Linked DNA regions of Gasterosteus aculeatus: region 2 is linked to region 1. The links are chromatin contacts, called in public Hi-C maps. All regions are on one chromosome and are shown on one strand. The core of a region is the stretch at or near the end of the contact, and the rest is flanking DNA. Distances in the headings are between cores, read along the strand shown.

What was found. Hi-C and Micro-C count contacts between places; a contact is called where the count stands out from the background.
Region 2: a contact with region 1 is called in a Hi-C map of skeletal muscle, with 5 times the contacts expected there. The contact joins two enhancer-like sites. A contact is called at or near these places in 4 of 6 Hi-C or Micro-C datasets (liver, skeletal muscle, tail fin and 1 more).

The regions. Positions count from the first base shown.
Region 1 is chr2:4,054,557-4,057,564 of fGasAcu3.hap1.1, reverse strand. The region is part of intron 6 of LOC120828851; the gene reads left to right. Among protein-coding and RNA genes, the nearest start is that of LOC120828851, 9.1 kb to the left of the region's middle. Within about 2 kb of position 1,479, at least 3 of the 9 cell types and tissues checked have open chromatin away from gene starts, as enhancers often do.
Region 2 is chr2:4,130,718-4,133,725 of fGasAcu3.hap1.1, reverse strand. It overlaps LOC120828941 (nuclear receptor coactivator 3-like), which reads right to left. Exons shown (of 23, transcript XM_078086729.1): 14 at 2,887-3,008; 15 at 2,528-2,749; 16 at 2,304-2,409; 17 at 2,032-2,203; 18 at 1,372-1,698; 19 at 1,185-1,283; 20 at 128-365. Among protein-coding and RNA genes, the nearest start is that of LOC144386290, 8.5 kb to the left of the region's middle. Within about 2 kb of position 1,580, at least 2 of the 9 cell types and tissues checked have open chromatin away from gene starts, as enhancers often do.

The DNA of each region.
Region 1 (3,008 bases), core at 230-2,729:
GAGACGTGCATAACTGACTTCAGATCAGATCAGAGTGCAACTTCTCCATTCAACGTCGTCACACAGGTCCATTTGGTTCTCAGAGTATTATAGAAATGGAATATAATTAGTTATTGAGGGTGGATTGATGAATTACAAAACAGCCGGATGTGACTTGTATGTATCAAGAAAACCCGACTTGTTTCAGAGAATTGTCTTAGTGTCTTTTTAAAAAAAATAGAAACATGTAGTTTGAGGTTACCAGAACTTAAGGAAAGTTAATCATTCTTTAAATAATAAACTCAAAAAATAATGAAAAACAGAATGCAGACACAACATAAGTTCCTCTGACACGAGCGCCTGTTTAATTGATCCATCGTCCCTGACTGGACCGGAACCGGGGATGTCGGACGTCACCTTAACATCTAACAGTCACCTGTCATTCGTGGTCGGGTACATTGTGTTCTTGATAGGCACAGAAAGGGGAGATGTTCACCGGGGGGGCAACGGCACCTTTTATTCACCGGGGCTCCAGCAAAGACAATCTGTTCCTCAACACGTCGTCATTTATTCTGCTTGTTGCGCAACAGGGAACGAGGCAGCACAACATGCTCTACGTTCAAACTGACTGCTTCAAAACACTTATATCAGCATATATGTCTATAAATGTGTTTTACATTGGCTTAAAAAATCAGATAACAGAGCAGGACAAAGATAGCTCACCCCCTTGTCATTTTTTGGAGGTTGCACCATTTAAAAAGCCAAATCTTTCTTTTGGCCTTTAGCTGGAATCTTGTGGGTTGTTGCCAGAAAACTTGAGAAAAAACTTCACAGGCTTGAAGTCACGTGAAGCAACAAAGTCTCCAGTCCTCCCGTCATGGAATGAATCAAACCGGGTCCCATTTATATTTGTCCCAAATAAATACCCAGATTGTAGACTTCAACTAAGCTGCGTTTTGCATGTGATGGTTTGGTCATATCAGACAAAGCCGATGGACAAGGTGTAAGACAAGATCTCACTGAGGCCGATTTTTATTTACGAATCCGATCATGTGATGCTGTCATGGTTTGGTGTGAAGTCCACCGGGAGAACATTTGCCCACATTTCTCATTGTGATACGTTAAACGAGGTAATCAGCGCTCAATATTCCCCTTTGAGTTCTGCTTGTAGCGACACAAATCATTCCCCTCAGTGCGTTCAGGTGATTCGATCACATGACGTGGCAGCAGACGGGTGGAAGCCTCGTGACTGCTGGTGGTCTTTTGGGGTCTCCAGCTGTAACGCATCCCTCAGGGACAGGAACGCGCTTCTTTCTCCACGGACCGGTGCACACATATTAGTATGTGTAATGTGTTGAGGAAGAAGCCAAGTTCAAATCTGATTCCTCTCTGATGCCGCCAATCCTTACAGGTTTTTAGCCAACATGTACTTCCTGTTTTCCCTTCCTCGTTTATACCCCTTTGCTGCTGTTTTTCTCCAACACACGCCCCCAAAGCTTTTATTCCTTCTGCATATTTACGACGGTCGAATCATTTCAACGCCTCTACGTTTAATTGTGAAACACGAGCACCCTCTACTGGCCAAACGAGGGATGTGCAACCAAAGAAAACGCATCGCCGACATTCACGCAGTTCAGTCTCAGTGTTCATAAATGCTTGTTACTTATTAACAGAGATGTAAAATACTACAGATTACTCAACGTCAGCTTCTTTTATTATTTATTATTTATCCAAGTTTTCTCCGACATTCTTATTTCCAAAGTTCGAGTGTTGTATTAGAGACTTTAACACAGATGTATGCTTAAATAGACGCAATCTCCCCGCGGCACCAAATTTCTAAGTAGGATTTCTGGAGTTATGTGTGCTGCTAGAGTAGAAAAACACTCAATATTTCATCTCACACACATTACAAATTGACTCGAAGCACCAACGAAGTACGTTACAGCTTACTGAGTGTGAAATACACAAACCCTCCACATCCCCGAACAGTGAGATCTAAAATGTTTCTCATTCATCCCGACAGACAATTGTCCCCGAGGTAAAAGAAATGTCCTCCTGATGCCTCGGTGAGCCGTCCAGTGGTGATCTGTCTCATGTGCCAAATGTTAACACACATTTAAACGGGGGGGAAGATGGAGGAATTGACATGAATCAAAACTAAAGAATCTTTGGGGTTTTGAACAAGTGCGATTCCCACATTTACGTCATCAGACACATAAACGTTCAAGGTTCCCAGTGAGATCGTCCCATGTGAAACACTAGTGGGGACTGTGATGGACACACTTGTTAAGTCTTGAAACTTCTTGTTGGAATCTCTAATGTCTGTTTGTTAAACACTCCGATCGAAACCCGCTCACGAGTTATTTCTTCATTTCTACTTCTCGTTTTGTTCTTTTTAATGTTTTCTCTTTGTTCTGTGGTCAACACACGTAGTACTATAAAATAGTAAATATCCCCCTCATGACATTTTCAACTGTTAGTAGTCCTAAAAACGGGCGAGGGTTAGCACGTAGCTAACGGACACCGCTAAAGGTCACCAGTGCGTCTCTTCCCGGGGGGGGCGTGAAGTCATGTGACTGTGCTGAAACAAACTTGTCCTTCACGGAGCTTATTTCAATCAACAATCCCAAACCCAGCGGAGAATGCCGAGGGAACCAGTGCGATGCAAACTTTAAACCCGAGGAGCGACATAAAGCGACGGAACGCACACATCGAGAACCCGCAGACACGCGTGTCCCACGTGGCCCGTCTACGGGGGCTTTGGCGTCTCATGAATAATTATTTATCTAGTATTTGTGTACAAGTCAAACTACTACAACTAATCGAATCCCCCCCACCACTTTGTCCCAGAGTGAAATGGATTAACACTCATGTTCACACACTTGGTGGTTCTCTACATTTCGGTTCTTCTAGGTGGCTGTTGGTTGGGTTTCCGTGACATGTGACACACACGTGTTCCCCTCGGGATGAAGCGTCGGTCATTCATTAAGAGAAGTGGCCGTCTTTTGCTCCTCTATATGAACTTTGCT
Region 2 (3,008 bases), core at 331-2,830, 76 kb before region 1:
TTTTTTGGACAGCAATCTTCATATCTTTCTTTTTTACATGACAAAGGTGAGACCACAAGCCTGCAATGCTCACACCCACCACCAGGAAGCAGCAGTATTCCATTAGGCGCCCGGTCTCGCAACTCACCATAGTTCCCACCGTAGCCAAACTGCTGGGGGCCCGGCTGGCCCATGTTTGGACCCCCCATGGGGTTCTCCATGCCACCGGGAGCTGTGACATTTGGAGGCGGACTGAATCCTCCAGCGGCAGCCGCCGCCGCCTGCTGCTGCTGCTGCATCAGCATCATCATGCGCTGCCTCCTCATCTGCATGGTGACCATCTCCCTGCTGCGCTGAGCCATCATCTGAGCGTTGAGGAAGCCCGGCTGCACCAAAAACAAACCGTCAGAGTGTAAGGAGGGATGGCGTGCGGTATAAATATATCTGCAATATATAAATGCAAATATAAAGTATGCGATGTGGGTGGGTGATAAGGTCTCTTTTGTTATGTGGACATAACACGATTTTATTTTGAATTTCACTCTACTAAAAACAGTCAAATGTACAAAAGTCGTGTTACTTGAATGTTGCATTTAATGTATTTCTTTAAGAAAGGGAAAAAATAACATTGGCATCATCTGATGTGGAGATTATTCTTCATTCAGTCAAGAGGTCCTAATAACGGAGGCTGAGCATGTTGTCATCCTCCCTCTCTTAATCCCCCCGTCTGCCTCAGAACTAATGAAAAATAAAATACTCATCATTGAGGGCGATGAAAATTCATGAAAATTACAATTAAAAGTCGGCTTGTAGTAGCCAACATGTTCAGATTCCAGAGACCTATAACTCCCCTTGTTTTAAAGTATGATCACAAACACCCAGCTGGTGATGTACCGCACTGCCTAGATCTGTTTAACTTGCCACAGGAGTCCGTTCTACAATTTCCAGGTTAAATTGGACACCAAAGAGGAAAAGAGGAGAGTCAGCCAGACTGCTGAACGGATCAGTAACACACTCTGATAGGGTCCCTTTAAAAAGGGTTTATACGTTTCAACCACTATTAAAGTTCCATTCATTGAGAGCGACTGACAGCTTGGGTCAAATTCTTTATATGCCCGGACATACTTTTCAAACTGGATTGCGGTGATGACATTAAAACCGTATTAGGGTGATTTATCTGTAAGACTTGAGTTTTCGTCATCTACCTGTCCTCCCATGCCAGGCTGCATGCCGGGCCGCATGCCAGGGTTGCCTCCTGGATTCTCCATCTTCATGCCCATGCCCTGCCGCGTCTGATTCATGAACTGAGAGAGAGAAGATGGAGGGGCAAATGTTACTTTGTCCCACTTGCATACGGTGTATGTATAGATAGTTGACCTCTGGTGGACATACCTGCTGTCCCTGCAGCCTCTGTTGCAGCTGAAGCCTCATGGGTTTGTTGGCGGTCATCATCCTGGGTCTCATCATGTTGGCACGAGGGTGACCCATGCTGCCCATGCCACCCATTCCTGGGAAGCTGCCACCTTGCCCCATCTGAGACAGCATTGGCCCAAACCCCCCCGGCTGGGCCTGCCCCTGCATGGGGTTCCCCCCATAGCCGGACTGCAATGGCATGGAGGGGGGTCCTGGATAGCCCTGTCCGTACAGGGGCTTCTGGTCCAGCACCATGGACTGGTCCTGTCCGGGAAACGGCTCCATTTGCTGCTCGCTTCCCTGGTTCTGGAGCAGAGGAGAAAAAGAGAACTTTGTCAAACCTCTCCATCTCATTGATTCATTTCCAATTGGTCGGCTCTGTAATTGTCTTTTTCTAAGCGGCACAGACAGATCCCTCCGGGGTCATCCATCTCTCTTTAGTGGGAGAACAGTCTGAGCACGGCGAGTCATGACTGAACTATCTAATGCGAAGTCAAACGCAAGGATAACTTATTATTGAGTCCTGAGACGGATCATTTCACCTTTTACTTCCCTTGCAGGGGGGGGGGGGATCCAGGGGAGCACAGGAGGGGAGTGTGTCGTTAAAACATTCTTTCAAAGTCTTTTCTGATGACCTACCTGGCTGACGAGGTCTGGGATGCCCAGGGCTCGGTCTATCTCCTCCAGAGCGATGCCGTCCGTGTTATTCAGTAGCGAGTCCAGCTGGTCCAGAAGCGCCCGCTCGTCGCTCTGACCCTCGCTGGTGGTGGGAGGCACCAAGAGATCATCCAAGGTGTTGCCAAACTGGCGTCTGCGAGGCACAGTCACAGAGAGCCGTTCATGAGGTTCTACTCCCTCCTCGATGCAGCTCATTCAGAGCGAATACAGACAACGAGGGATGCTGCACCGACCTGTTACCCTCCATGCCCATCATAGTGTCCGGCCAGGAGGGGGACTGGTTGGGCTGGCCCTGCTGGCTGAAGGGGCTCATACCCATGCCCATGTCGGCAGAGCCTCCTAAACCACAAACAAACATACACACACAATTCCACAAGAGTCAGTCAGAAGCCCCAGTTTATAAAATGTAATAGACAGGGACGCACAGATTTCTTTTGTCCAGTCCTACTAGACGTACCCATATCCATGAGCTGCTGCTGCAGCATGGACCTGGAGCCCGGTACGCTGTTGGAGCGGCCGACCATGGGTCCCGACATCATGCCCTTGCTGTTGCCGTACTCCATGCCTTGGCGCATCATGGAGGGGTGTCCCACTGGGCTGCCACTGGAGCGGCTCATGCCCCAGTCTCCTGACCCCCCCATGGGAGACCTCTGTGGAACCATTCCCCTGTTCATTGGTCCTGGTAGAATAGGACCAGACGTGTGTCACTATCGCAAACGGGTCTTTGGAATGTAAATTATTATTATACGAGAACAGGAAACAAATACAGGACTGGGGAACACACACACTGATTAAAGTGGGAGACAACGTGCTCACCCATGTTTCCCGGGTATCCGTCTGGGCTGCCCATCATGTTCTCCTGCTTGATAAGCATCGGGCGTCTACCTGGTCCTGCAGGCCCAACGGGAGGCTTCCCGTCCATGGACAAGGCCCTCTGG